Regions from separate parts of the Zea mays genome. Here region 1 is linked to region 2. The links are chromatin contacts, called in public Hi-C maps. All regions are on one chromosome and are shown on one strand. Each heading gives the region's core, a stretch centred on a gene start, on an enhancer-like site or on the middle of the called end of the contact. The rest is flanking DNA. Distances are from core to core; before and after follow the strand shown. Region 1 holds the start of LOC103626135 (formin-like protein 4). Region 2 holds the start of LOC103626132 (phosphatidylinositol 4-phosphate 5-kinase 9).

Region 1 (6,902 bases), core at 2,261-4,760, 130 kb before region 2:
CCCAGAGCCCTCTCCTCGTCGCACCTCACCTGTTGGATCTCCATCTCAGCTTCCTCGAGAAAACCACGCATCCTCGCGAAAAAACCGTGGCCTTGGGCGCACTGCTCCTCGAGCAGGAGGACCGACTTGATCCTGCTAAGGCCGGCCTGGAGCTTGGATACATAGCTGTGCAGCACATCGAAATCCATGCCCGCTGCTTTCTTGACGTTGCCGAGCTCATTGCTCAGCCCAGATACAACCTTCAATCCTTGCTTACGGAACGTTTCGTCTTTCACGATGCTTCTGGTTTCGTCTTCTACGGCTTTCTCGGATTTTGCATCTTCCGACCGCACGATTTCCTGGACAACGAAGTGCAGCAAGGTGGTTTTACCATCGGCCCCTTTGACGTCTGCGAGCTTGAGTAGAGTGTCCAGCTTGAAAGCTTTTGCCTGACCGCGGTTTGTGCCGACATTCATTCGGTTCCCAGTTCGCAGGACAGCTTCAAGTAGCTTCAGGAACAATCTACTGCTTTTTAAATCATCACAAGCTCCCTGCAAAACCATGCCGACAATAATGGCAACTCCTTTTTTGCACTATAATTCAGAGCAGGGCTATCGTTTTTTTTTGGGTGGGTGGGGGTAGGAGGAACAAGATCACTACATATTTTGAATGGCAAAAATGAATGCCATCATTGTCAGAAAGGCACGGAAATCAGAAAGGCTTATGATTTTGCTGATAACTAGTCATGCTATTACATCATTACGTACGCCTCCCTCCCTGTTGCATGGGTGCCACTGTCAGATCTCAGATGCACATAAGTCATAAGTGCCGAACTGGCAATGGCTGTGACCGATGTGCAATGAGCTGTTCAAATCTACGACAGTGAATGAAGAGTTTGTTGAGAAACAATTACTTTGTTCCACGCTATGACAGTTATGTGAAACAATTACTGATTCATGTGCAAGCCACTGATAATAGAAACTACAGTACGTACTATGCAAAGTGAACCAGCATACCTCTAATGTTTCGAAAGATTTCCTGAGGTAATTGATTTCGCTCTCAAAATTTGCTCGATAGAGCATAGCATCAACTCTTTTGAAAGAAAAAGGTATGTCAAGCACTGCCTTGAGAAACCGCTCTGCGGAACCAAGCTTCGATGAGTCCCCGGTAAAGTTTCGAAGCTTCAGTTCTTCCTCTTTCGTAGGAGCCATCTTTACCAAGGTTTCCAACAAATCCGCACCCAGGCATTCAGCATTGCCTGTTTAAAGAATGTCAGCAGCAATAAACATTGTGAGTAGAACTAGACAATAGTTTAGAATGCTGTCATGTAGCTGACTGCACATCCTGGAGCAGTATGTATTGCATGTTTCTGTTAATTCCAATCCGAAGTCCTCAGACATACTTCAATACCCATTGGTATGAGCATTAAAAGATAGTAAGCTTCCAAACATGTTAATTCTAAAAAAAATATTTAGTCCAAAATTACAGAAATGGAAAACATATGTTGCCTGCAGCTATAATATGAAGAATGCATATGATTCAGAGTACGCTGAAGATGAAGAATAAGCTACATGCATAATGAAACGTAAAATGTTGTCATTGGATATTCAGAGCTTTCTTGCACAGTCAAACATATCAGCAAATTCCATTGTTGAGGTTACCTTAGAAATGTCCACATCATAACTAATTAACAATAATGGACCACAGCTTATACACAATGATCAGTCAAGAAAGATATTAGTTGATGTTACCTTAGAATCCATGACTACTAGTTCCTATTAGGTAGATATTCTGGAACCAGAAATATCCATTAATCAAAGAATTTCTCACCATCTAGCAGTGCATCGGAGACCTCTTCCGGAGTGACATTCAGCGCGCGCAGCAGGATGGCAATGTTCTGTGCCTTCTTAGGATCAAGGACCTTCTCTTTGGCACTACATTGCAGCACTCCAGGTTTTCTCAGTGTGTCCCTAGGAGGTGCATTTGCAGCATTGTTCGTGAAAAGCACCTCGATCATGTCCTCATCCAACCTGCCAGAAACTCATGTCAGCATCACAATTTTTAATGATTTAATAGTGTCTGTTCTGAGAATGCATCTTAACTGGAACGAATTAGACTTGAGCCGGTCCCAGACCATGTCGCGGTCGGAGCACGCCCGGACCTTGTCCCAGTGCAGCGGCTTCAGCTTGGGACGGGCTTCGTCACCGGCATGATCATCGTTCGTCCGAATTGGCATGCCGTCATTGTCCTTGTTCACCGCCACGACGGGTGCTCTCGGCACAGCGACACTTGGCCCCTCTGTTTGCTCTTGTTTGAGAAGCCGACGCGTTGATAATGGTGTAGCGGTTGTCAGAGGCTTTGGGATTGCGTTGGTGCGTCTTGGCGCTGGCGGCGGCGGCGGTGGAGGAGGAGGAGGTGGCGGTGGTAGGTTGGAGGATGGCGAGACAATTTGCTTGATCATATTCATATCCGAGGCGGAGCCGGCGGAAAAGCGGGTCCGCGGCAGAGTGCGTCGGGAGCGTGGCGCAGGAGGTGCGGGCGGAGGAGGCGCCACGGTTGCAGCTGGAACGGCCGTGGCGGCGGCCGGCGTCGGTGGGAAAAAATCGCTGGTGAGGCTGGGGAGGCTTTGGCGGGAGGGAGTGGTGGTTCGTGGGCTGGACGCGCTCGCCTGGCTCCACGTCCCGGCGCCCTCGCCGCCGGCGGACACCGCCGAGCGCTGGCCCGGTGTGTAGTACGCGGCGTCCTCGTCGGACGATCCCGCGCGCCGAAGCGGCGGGAGCGGCCTGAGTTCTGGGCTCGGGACGGTGTCGACGTCGCGGCACATGCCCCGCCTCGCGCGCTCCGAGCGGGCCTTCCGGTGCGGTGTGGCAGTGGCACCCGACGACGAGGCCGCCGCCGCCGCCGAGGTGCCCACCGCGTCAGCGTGCAGCACGAGTGCGGAGGCAGGCCCAGGGTGCGCGGCGGCGGCGAGGCCGGGGGGTTTGTGCGCCCACGCGGGGTGCCGCGCGAGACGGCCCGTGAGGAGAAACGCGGCGGCGAAGGCCAGCAGCGCGAGGACGGCCGCCGCGGCGGCGGAGGCGACGACAATGGCGGCCTTGGGTGTTCCGCCGCCGCCGTGGGGGCGCGGGCCCGGGCCTGTGCGGGATGAAGAGGCGTCCGCGGCGACAGTGTTCGGTGGCGGAGGAGCGGGGAGTAGCGCCGGCCCGCCGTTGTCGACGGGTGGGACGGGTGTGGAGGGATCGGAGGCGAATCCCGGTGCTGGTGGCGCCGTAGTGGACGGCGGCGGGGTCCATTCGATGGGGAAGAGCGGCTCGTGCAGCGCCCGCCTGGTGTCGGCGGCGGCCGAGTGGACGAGGAAGAGGAGTGAGGTGAGCCAGAGGACTGGAGACATCGGTAACAGACAGAGACTGAGGCAGAGAGGGAGCGAGGGTGATGGATGGCAGTGGAGTGGACACGACAAAGGAATGCGTGCGGGAAGAGGAAGGAAGCCGCCGCCGCTTGCCGCCATTTTCTGGGTTTGCTTGACAGTAACGTCTTTTGCGCACCCGTAGCACTTTTCCTTCAGATAAACAGCTGAGACTTTCTCCACACGCCATGTGGCGTGGGGTCGCAAAGGGTCCACCAAATTGGTTTGGTTCGCACTCGTAGCGCTTTTTCTTTACCTTAGACTGAATTCAACGGTTCCCCTAAATTTCTCCCCCTATATCTCACTCACGTGTCACGTCAGTGTTCTCTCTCCCCCTATATCTCCACGCTCTACAGCGGTTCCCCCTATACCAATCCTCTATACCCCACCACACCAATATTATATACTTTCATCATCAACTAACTCAACTACCATCCAATATTAATTTTAATTTTATTTCTTCTTTGCATAGTACACGAGCGTACTTTCGTCTACAATTAATTAGCACACTTAATAATTAGTATTCATACATTAGTATAAATACGGTCGAAATTGATGTACTTTTATAAATAGAAATTCGCATTCTTCTAGTACACGACACGAGTGGCTTGCACCACACGACTGGCTTGTACGGCAAGGCACGACCGTCTGGCTTCCTTCACACACCGAGGCCATCTATAAATAAGGGACCCCTGCGGGCATGCTCTACTCATCTACACACTCGTCTCTTCTGTATCATCCGCTATTCCATCACAAGTACGTAGTACGTAGTCTAAGTTCAGCTCCTCATGGCCTCATTGAAAAGCCTAGTGTTGTCATCGTCATCCGATGATTCCGACGATGAGATCGACAACTTGTTGCTTTGCCAACATGTTGACCACCTTGTACTAGGAAACACGAGCACGCGCCGTAGGCGCTCCTCATTGCCTCGCCGAGTTATCCATAGGGACCACGCTGCTGGAGAAAATCTCATCAAGCACCACTACTTCGGACCTAATCCAGTGTATCCATCACATGTTTTTCGTCGAAGGTACATTTCCTAAGTAATGATTTTACTTTTATTTGGAGGTTCGTTTACTTATTATATGGTTTGTTTTCGTTTTTAGGTTTCGGATGCATCGTCCTTTGTTCCTACGTATCCTTCATGTCGTTCAGCGAGAAGACGATTACTTCACTATTCGATGTGATGCAACTGGTTTAGCAGGGCTTGGTCCATTACAAAAAGTTTGTGCTGCTTTGCGTATCCTTGCGTACGGGTTACCAACCGATGCGGTAGATGAGTACATATAGATTGGACAGACTACGGCTAGGGACTGCCTTATCCGTTTCTGTCGCGCAATCAACTCTTCCTTTAGCGAACGTTACCTGCGTATCCCTAACCACGACGACATTGCTCGCATACTAACTGTAAACACGGAAAGGGGGTTTCCGGGTATGCTAGGCTCTATCGATTGTATGCATTGGGAATGGCGCAACTGTCCTACTGCATGGCGCGGACAGTTTTGTGGACGCAATTCGAGGCCAACAATGATACTAGAGGCAGTCGCTGGGTATGATCTGTGGATTTGGCATGCCTTCTTTGGAATGCCTGGTACTAACAATGATCTCAACGTGCTACATCGGTCACCAGTGTTTGATCTGTTACGTAATGGGACGATGCCACCAGTGCACTTCACTATTAATGGGACCACGTACAATTTCGGATACTACTTAGTAGATGGCATATATCCAAATTGGCCTACCTTTGTAAAAGCAATTCGTCACGCATTTGAGGAAAAAAAGGTTCACTTCACAACCAAGCAAGAGAGTTGTCGAAAGGACATTGAGCGAGCATTTGGAGTTTTGCAGGCGAGGTGGGCAGTTCTACGTGGCCCTGCTTATGGTTGGGATCGTCATCACCTCGCAGAGATGATGACTGCTTGCATTATTATGCACAACATGATTGTGGAGGACGAAGGAGAGGGTGCAGCAAATGTGGACTTCATTGGGCCCACTGCCCCCCAGAAGTGTGTAACACTATTCCTGAGGTCCGCAACGAGTGGCTCAATAATCATATCCGCTCCGAGTTACCCAACGATCCCGACCAGGACATCACATCTCAGACCACATACTTGTCTTTGCAGCACAACCTGATAGAACACCTTTGGGCACGTCGAGGGTCCATGGGTTGAAGGCTTTCATCCATATTATGTGGTACAACAATGTTGTTTTATTTGTATTATGAACTAAGTCATTAGTACAAGGAATGCAAGTCGTGTCATGTATCTTGGTCGGTAGTTAACAAGTCATGGTTAGTTGTATGTGTAATGCCACTGCTACAAATAATTTGCAAATGTTGGCAAACGTCAAGTCATGTATGAAACATCCTTATTATGAATATCAATATTCTGAAAATAAACAATGTTGAAAAACCAAGCTCATGTTCTCAAACTACTAAGCAAATGTTTAAACACTCCAAATCACACATGTCCAAACACACAGGACGACGGTTTGCCGATCCAAAGGTGAGCAACACCTTATCAAATAAATTAGTACTCTTCAGACAGGATTGTTGATGAAGTAATCGATTAAACCTTTTCTCCTCGCGATGTATACAGCTCTCAACTCTTCTGGTAAAGCATCCATATCCATGGCATAAAGTTTGTTCAGCTCTTCATCCTTTTGCTTCCTGTCTTCCATCATCAATTTTTTTCCTGCACTTCTATTTCCTTGGATTGAACCTCCAACTTCTTGAGTTCAACTTCCTTCATGAACTCAATGTTCTGTTGTTTTAGGTCTGATTTTTCTTCACTTTGCTTCAATCTTGCTATTTGAATGTCATGGATTCTTGACAGGTAGTCAGTAGACTGGGATGAACTGGACATTGACTTCTTCCTTGATGCTTTCGTCGAGTCACGTCCTAATGGTCTCTTGCCTTTTGAACCACCTTCATCATATTCCACTTCATTAACAGAACCTGTAGGTGTTAGACTACGAACAGGCTCCGTCCCCGCATTGCCTCTCCAGGGGCTGCCATGAACCATGGCATCCCATTTGGGTTCGTTTTTCAGGCGCGTCCAGCAGTGCATGAAATGAAAAGGCTTTTTCTGTGATGTTGCATACAGAGTTGCGGCTTTCGAAGTCTACACAAGATTTATAACCAGTTGTCAGTGCACGAATAACAGTAAGTTCACATAAACCATGACCATACATAAAGTATTACAAATGATTATCACTGTACCTTTGAAAGTTCTGTAGCATCCCAAAAATTCAAATCCTGAAATTTTCTCAAACTCGCCCTAAATTCAAAATGAATTTCAAGTTTAATTTCAAAATGTTTGTTTGCGAGTTGATATCAACAAATAAAATATAGTGGTCTATATTATCTCCAAAATCCTCCTCAAAATACCTACAAATATTTCCCGAGTGATCCCCTCAAATTCTTTCCAGAAATACTGCCCAGATATTTCCTAGTAATCCCCTTCAAGCTCTTTCCAGAAATATTGCCCAAATATTCCACCAATATATCTCCAAGTAT
Region 2 (7,161 bases), core at 1,504-4,003:
GCTTTTGCGACTGATTTGTTTATTACATTTTGTTTAATAGTAAATAATCTGTCTGGCCCTTGGTGCATTGTAAACCCCACATGCTTAAGCTTGATTCCGTCCTCTCGCTAATTACAAGTGATTTTAAACATTAAATAATATACTAAAAACTGAAGTACACCATTTAAAATATTAAAAATATTTATATCATAAACAAATGATTGTGTTAATCTTATGTACAATGATAAATTTTAATTAATATTAAAAAGTATAATTTCGAATATATTAGATTATTGGAGTTTTAGAGTCCAAAATATAAATATACTTAATAACCAAAAAGATTATAATTAGAGTCCAAAATATAAATATACAAGGTATAAATAAACAGTGACTTGATGATTTTATAAAGTACTCCGTACTTCCATAGGGTGGGTTACTTATGTGCATGGTACTTGCGTCACGCAGTTTGAATAAACAAAAACAAAAACAAAAAATATCTAGATGAATAAATAAATTTGTCACAAAAACAAAAAAACTAGATGAAAAATAAATCTGGACGGACAAATCAGCGACATAAACGAAAAATATGGACAACAAAAAACAAATTAGTGATAAAAAAATACGTCCATCGTGGAGCTTGAACCCACAACCTCAAGGTTAAAAGTCTTGTACTCTACCGACTGAGCTAGACATACTTTGTTGTTACATATCCGAGCTCGGCGCCATAGATCTTGGCGCCATAGATCTTGGCGCCGAGCTCGGTACCACGTTGGCGCCACGTCGTTCAGGTTGGGCCAGCGTAGCACGCACCTCGGCGCCATAGCCTATGGCGCCGAGCTGTGTTACCTCGGCGCCATTGGCTATGGCGCCGAGAAAAGGGTCCAAAAATGACATTAAAATTTTCTAAGGTCCAAACGTGAATTTTTTTTTGAGGAAGAGCTAAAATATAAAAAATTCGGGTAGGGTGACAGCATTTGTCTAATCTTATGAGGGCTATATCATACTTTCTCTATTATTATAAAATAATTTATAATTTAGGACGGGAGAGTATATAAAAGGTTTAGTTTTCTAAGTCAGATCAGTCTAAATTTGATCAGATGGCCATCTATACTGACTGATAAGGACATGTACAACTTAGAGCCTTTAGTTTGGTTTTTCAAGTGTAAAATATAGACCGAGCGCATATATCATAAATATAGTTATTATATAAAAAAATCGTGAAGAGACAGACTCATCTCTCTGATTTTTTTTCACTTAACCTTTAGAGACCCGCTCAAGAGGCCTCTTAGTTAATGGAGTTAGAGCAACTACAATAGTTCTCTAAACAACTCTCTAAATCTTAAATTTAAGAAGTAAATAGAAAAATACTTCTCCAATGGTTCTCTAAATAGACTTGCTAAATTTACTTAGTTGCTATTCAACTCTATTTACTCTCCACATTTAGCAACTCGGTAGGAACTCCCTAAATACAGTTGACGTCAATTTCTTCACACTAGCGTGATTATTTTTCACTTTCCCACACAGTGAGGTAGACAGGTATAACACACTCTTTTTTCACTTTCTAGCATGAGATAACTAAGTCAAACATGTATGACACAAGTTTCTCCTTCACCATCGAACCCAACTTCCTCATAGGTTGCGCCACCGGACCACCACTCCTCCATAGTTCATATTGACCGGCTTTTTCTCTTTCGCCCTCACATAGGGGCAGGGCCGCTAAATCTAGATTCAAAATCGAGCTACTTCATAAATATGAGCAACTATTGGAGACTAAGTTATTTTTTACTTTCAATAGCTATTTAGCAACTTGCTAAACATGATTTTAGCAAGCTATTTTTTAGAGAACTATTGGAGTTGCTCTTATGCATGCCTTAAGCTGATATCCCAATCACCACACCACTAGCATGTGGGGCTCATACGGGCATTGACTTTTGATGTGGGGTGCTGACCCACCACAATTGCCCTAGGATAGTCCCGCCACCAATGTACTATCGCTACCCTGCTTTGCCTCGTACAATTAACAAATAGAAAGTCCCTAGCCGTTCGATCGCCTAGAAGGTAACGGAAAAAAAAAACGAAGCAGAAGAAGTGCAAGCCATCGCTCTTTTGGTCTGGTCGTAGTAGCATCAATCACTAGACGCTCCCTCCAATGAAGCCGCCGTGGCGGCGCCGAGAGCAGTCAAAGAAAATGCCATTTGCCTTCAAAAATCAAGCCCGAAAATTTAATCACCGGGACACATAGTACTATCTCTTACTCACTCCGTCAAGAAATGACAAACATATTTATTATTAACTCCGTTCTCGAATATTTATTATCATTAGTTTATTTTAACTAAAATATGACAAATAAAAAAATGGAGAGAGTACTTTTTTTTTACAAACTGTAACCGATAGTTAGTTAAGTCACATATACAAAATTATGGCATAAAGCTTAAATGAAGGCACGATGTTCAGATAATATTAATCCTCTAGCAAGTAACAGTATATTGTAAGGGAAAATGAAGCTAAAAAAATGTGTTTCGCCTGACTTTTGCTCCCATCAAACGTGTAACGGCGAGGGAAGTATTATTTTAGTAGTTCAAGTTCTGATAGTGCATGGAACTTTTTTTTGCTCTTATCTGGCCTCGTACGTACCCAATCACGGCCGAATTGACATTTCACATCTACTTACTTAATTTGGGGGTAATACAGGCCCCAGAGCTAAAAGATGGAAAGATTAGTAAAAGTAAGCAGAGGCATTGATAAAATAGTGTAAAAGGGACGTCCATTATTATATATAAGTATATACTAATAGTTTGTTGTTTCCCTTTCAATCACCTAGCTTTTCGCCCCTTTTTTTTCCCCCACGACCAGGATCGGTGAGCGAGTCCAAGCGGCCAAATCCAATCGCTAACCACCGCCGGCGTCCTCGTCTACGTCTACTACCTGCTCTGCTCTCTCTCCCCCACAGGCCCCGCAGCATCCACACGAGGACTTCAGAATCAGCAGCAGCCAGCAGGCAGCAGCTCAGCGAGACAGACGCGTCCGGGGCTCCCCTCCGCGCGCCCGCCGATCAAGGATCAACAACACACGGGGACGCCTCCCGTCTCCTTCATTCCCAGCCTGCACTGCGCCGCCCCAGACGCCCGCGACCCTCTCCACCTCCTCCGGCGAATACCGTTCCTCCCCGGCAAGCTACCCTCCGATCCTTTGTTCCGGGTGAGTCTACGCGCAGCGCTTCCTCCCGCGGCCGGATCCCCATCGGCGCGACGCGATTCGTGGATCCGGCGGCCGGGGTCTTCGCCGTCCACAGCAGTACAGCATCGCTTCTCAGTCCTCCTCCTCCCCTTGCCTCTAGTCTGGCAGCGCACCCCTGCCTCCACTAGTCCACTGTCCTTTTTTTACATGGAGACTAGAGTTGACCCTCCGCACGGATCCTCTCCGTCCTCACCCTCTTCTCCCTCTCCCTCCCTCTCCATATCTCTGCAGGTCTGCGAGGTAGTACCGTCGACGAGGCCTCCCTCCCCTCCGGCGAGCCCCCCTTCCGAAGTCGTGAGGTAATCCTGCCCGGCTGCCCCCCACTCCTTACCCCTCCTGTAGTCTTGTGTAGGTGCAACTCTTCTGAAAATAAAGTTCACAGTTGACGATTAGGGCCATGCAAAACTACAATGATCATCCGTGTACCTCCGCTCACTGAGTTAGACATGATCAGTTGTTTTGCTTTTATAAAGAAAAAAGTAAAAGTAAAAAAGAAGACTATATTCATGATTCTCAAACTCTGAACCATATCGGTGTTGTCTCTAGTATACTTGCTTACGTATGTGTGGTACATGATTAGGCTGAGCTGTGTAGAGGTTAGAGATAATTGTGAGCCTATTTTTCTTTTCATATATGAGTTGATATGTACCTACAAATTCCTAGTTGCAATTTATCCTTAATAAAAAATCTTTACAAATTGTTTTCCACACATCATTGTAAGATTAAAGAAAGGCACATGGAGGCTACAGTTAAAAAAAAATCTGCCCTACCCAAAGCACAATGCGAAACGCCTTAAGGTAAATCTTGATTCTTCCAGATTAAGCAGGATTCATCAAACAGTCAACAGTTGGGCCTTTCGGCTTATGCATGACATAAGGTAAATAAGAAAGGACCGTAGTAAATTCAGCAAGATTGAGCAAAATTCCTTCCAAACACCTTAAGGTGAAATAAGGTAAAGGATCAAGTAGTCCAGATTAACGCCGTCCTATCGTTCTCTCAGTAGGACAGATTGTTTGTTGTAGCCTCTCTGCGCCCTTCTTTAATCTTATAGCAATTTGCGGAAAAAAAGGAACTGAGCCGTAGCTCAGTGGTATGCTCGGCAGTTACGAGCGGCCGGTCCTGGGTTCGATTCCTATCGCCCACGATTTCCTACCCATTCAGGTGGGAGCCTCTCCCTCCGGTGACAGTAAAAAAAAACAATTTGCGGAAAAGGTTCCTAAAATGGAATGTTTATAACTTGGTTAATTCCAGTGCATCTTATATAACAGAATGGCTTACATATCTCATCTAACCTTTCTCAGGCAGTGCTTTTGATATTAGTTTTTGCATTTTTGTGGATCAGTCCTCCCAGGGTTTATGCATGACAGCCCCTGTGTCTCTTCCAAATGAGCTAGAAGCGGTCTCCCATTCTGCAAGGGTTGAGTTATTCCGAGACGCTAGTTGCAACATAGAAAATGAGGTGTTGGCCAGTTTGGGAAATGGCCAAGATTCAACTGCTGTTGGAGCAACTCCTGGTTTCAGAGTTGGAGAGATCAGGTTTGCTAATGGAGATATTTATTCTGGCACATTGTTGGGGAACACACCAGAGGGTTCAGGCCAGTATCGCTGGTCAGATGGTTGCACCTATGATGGTGAGTGGAATAAAGGGATGAGGCATGGGCAAGGAAAGACGGAATGGCCATCTGGAGCCACCTATGAGGGTGAGTATTCTGGTGGCTATGTATATGGTGAAGGTACCTATAAGGGTCCAGATAAAATCATTTACAAGGGACGATGGAAGTTGAATCACAAGCATGGACTTGGACATCAGACATATCCAAATGGAGACATGTTTGAAGGTTCGTGGATTCAGGGAGAAATAGTAGGTCATGGGAAGTACACGTGGGCAAACGGGGACACTTACGTTGGCAACATGAAAAGTGGCAAGATGTCAGGGAAAGGAACTCTTACATGGAAAAATGGGGACTCGTATGAGGGTAACTGGATAGATGGCATGATGCATGGGTATGGAATCTATACATGGAATGAATGTGGGTATTATATTGGAACATGGACAAGGGGACTGAAGGATGGGAAAGGTAAATTCTTTCCGAAAGGTTGTAGAGTACCTGTTAACGACGAGATGTATATCAATAATCTAAGAAATCGTGGTGTACTGCCTGATATTAGAAGGCAGAATCATGGTTCACGCATACTTCACTCTTCCTCGGTTGACATGGGGAACATGAAGGTTGGTATGGCTAGGCAATCTTCAGATGTTTTGTTCAAAAGGAATTCAGCTGAGCAATCTTCTTTGAAGAATGTGTCTTTGGAAAGACGGTGGAGTCTTGAGGTGGCTATTGAAAAATTTATTGGCCATGAATCCAGCGAAAGTTCTGGTCTAGAAAGCTTGGAAAACTTGAGTGATTCTCGTTTGCCCATACTGGAAAGAGAATACATGCAAGGTGTTCTAATCAGTGAGGTGGTTCTTGACAGGAGTTTTTCAGACTCCTCAAAGAAGACAAAACGCCGCCAGAAGAAAACGGTGAGGGACACAAAAAAGCCTGGAGAGACAATAATTAAGGGACACAGAAGCTATGATTTAATGCTCAGCCTGCAGCTTGGAATCAGGTAGCACCTCCTGATATCATGGTTTCAGTGACAGTATGCATTCTTTTTTTTCCTGTTCATTGTTTGTTCAGCTATTACTGTCCTAGCTACTCCCTACTGAATGTTCTTGTTTATAGAATAATCATCTCTTTCAACAATATAGTAATATCATGCCATATAATAACAGGTCCCTTGTCATCAGGCTCTTGGAACTAACGATGCGTTTTAAAAAAAATGGTTGGTATCATTTATTTATTTAGCTTCTAGAGAGTAATGAACTAATGCTGTAAGGTTTGCTTGATGTGCTAGCACCAGCAAGTAGTGGTTGCTTTAAAAAAAATGCCAAATACTGTCTCTCTCATAAACACATTACAGATATAGTTTGGAACTTACCCCATTCAATGTTTGTAGTGCCATTTGCACGTTACATTGAGAAGTTTGAACTACAAGTAGTGTTTGCTGCCTTACTGGCTCCTAGCTTGCAACATGTGCTTTTTCATGTCAGGAACTGCTAGATCCTGCAACGTACATTTTTATTTAATTAAATCCGAAGTTATGATGGTTACAGATTGTTTTAAGTATATTTCAAACCGGCAATGTTTTGTTGTACTTAGGTACACAGTTGGAAAGATCACACCAATTCAAAAACGTGAAGTTCGTGCTTCAGATTTTGGACCAAGAGCAAGTTTCTGGATGAACTTCCCAAAAGAAGGATCTCGGCTTACTCCTTCACATTCAGCGGAAGATTTTAAATGGAAAGACTACTGTCCCATGGTTTTCAGGTCCGCATTTCTTAAAAAAATATGGTCTTATCCACTGCAAATTGAGTGACATTTAGATTGTACAGAATTTTGTTCATTGGGACCTCTTGTTGACATATTCTTTTTGTTGTTTCTCCTGGCTTAAAATATACTATTCTTTCTGTTCCTGGCTCAATACTTTAAAACACAATATTGATCCACTTTTGTAGGAATTTGAGAGAGATGTTCAAGATTGATGCTGCAGACTATATGATCTCCATATGTGGAAATTCTGCTCTTAGGCAACTATCTTCCCCTGGAAAGAGTGGAAGTGTCTTTTTCCTGTCACAAGATGATAGATTCATGATTAAGACTCTCCGAAAATCTGAAGTGCAGGTCCATTTTCTATATGGATTACAGAGATTGTATTTCTTAGCTTTCATGATTGTTGGATAGATTGTGCATGTATAGTACGGCCATTTGCCTAGGAAGCGAAATTGAACTTTTCATGACTCTACTACCCTGTAGGTTCTTTTACGAATGCTTCCAAACTATTATGATCATGTCCGTACCTATGAGAACACCCTCATAACTAAGTTTTTTGGCCTCCACAGGG

The links. A called contact is a pair of places that touch in the nucleus more often than the background predicts.
Region 1: a contact with region 2 is called in a Hi-C map of leaf, with 4 times the contacts expected there. The contact joins the promoter of LOC103626135 here to the promoter of LOC103626132 in region 2. A contact is called at or near these places in 2 of 25 Hi-C or Micro-C datasets (both in leaf).

What each region holds. Positions count from the first base shown.
Region 1 is chr5:25,389,986-25,396,887 of Zm-B73-REFERENCE-NAM-5.0, reverse strand. It overlaps LOC103626135 (formin-like protein 4), which reads right to left and starts at 3,510. Exons shown (of 4, transcript XM_008646523.3): 1 at 2,082-3,510; 2 at 1,810-2,009; 3 at 996-1,237; 4 at 1-530. The coding sequence starts at 3,487.
Region 2 is chr5:25,259,275-25,266,435 of Zm-B73-REFERENCE-NAM-5.0, reverse strand. It overlaps LOC103626132 (phosphatidylinositol 4-phosphate 5-kinase 9), which reads left to right and starts at 2,753. Exons shown (of 10, transcript XM_008646519.3): 1 at 2,753-3,177; 2 at 3,448-3,515; 3 at 4,559-5,826; 4 at 6,420-6,587; 5 at 6,776-6,941; 6 at 7,074-7,161. The coding sequence starts at 4,577.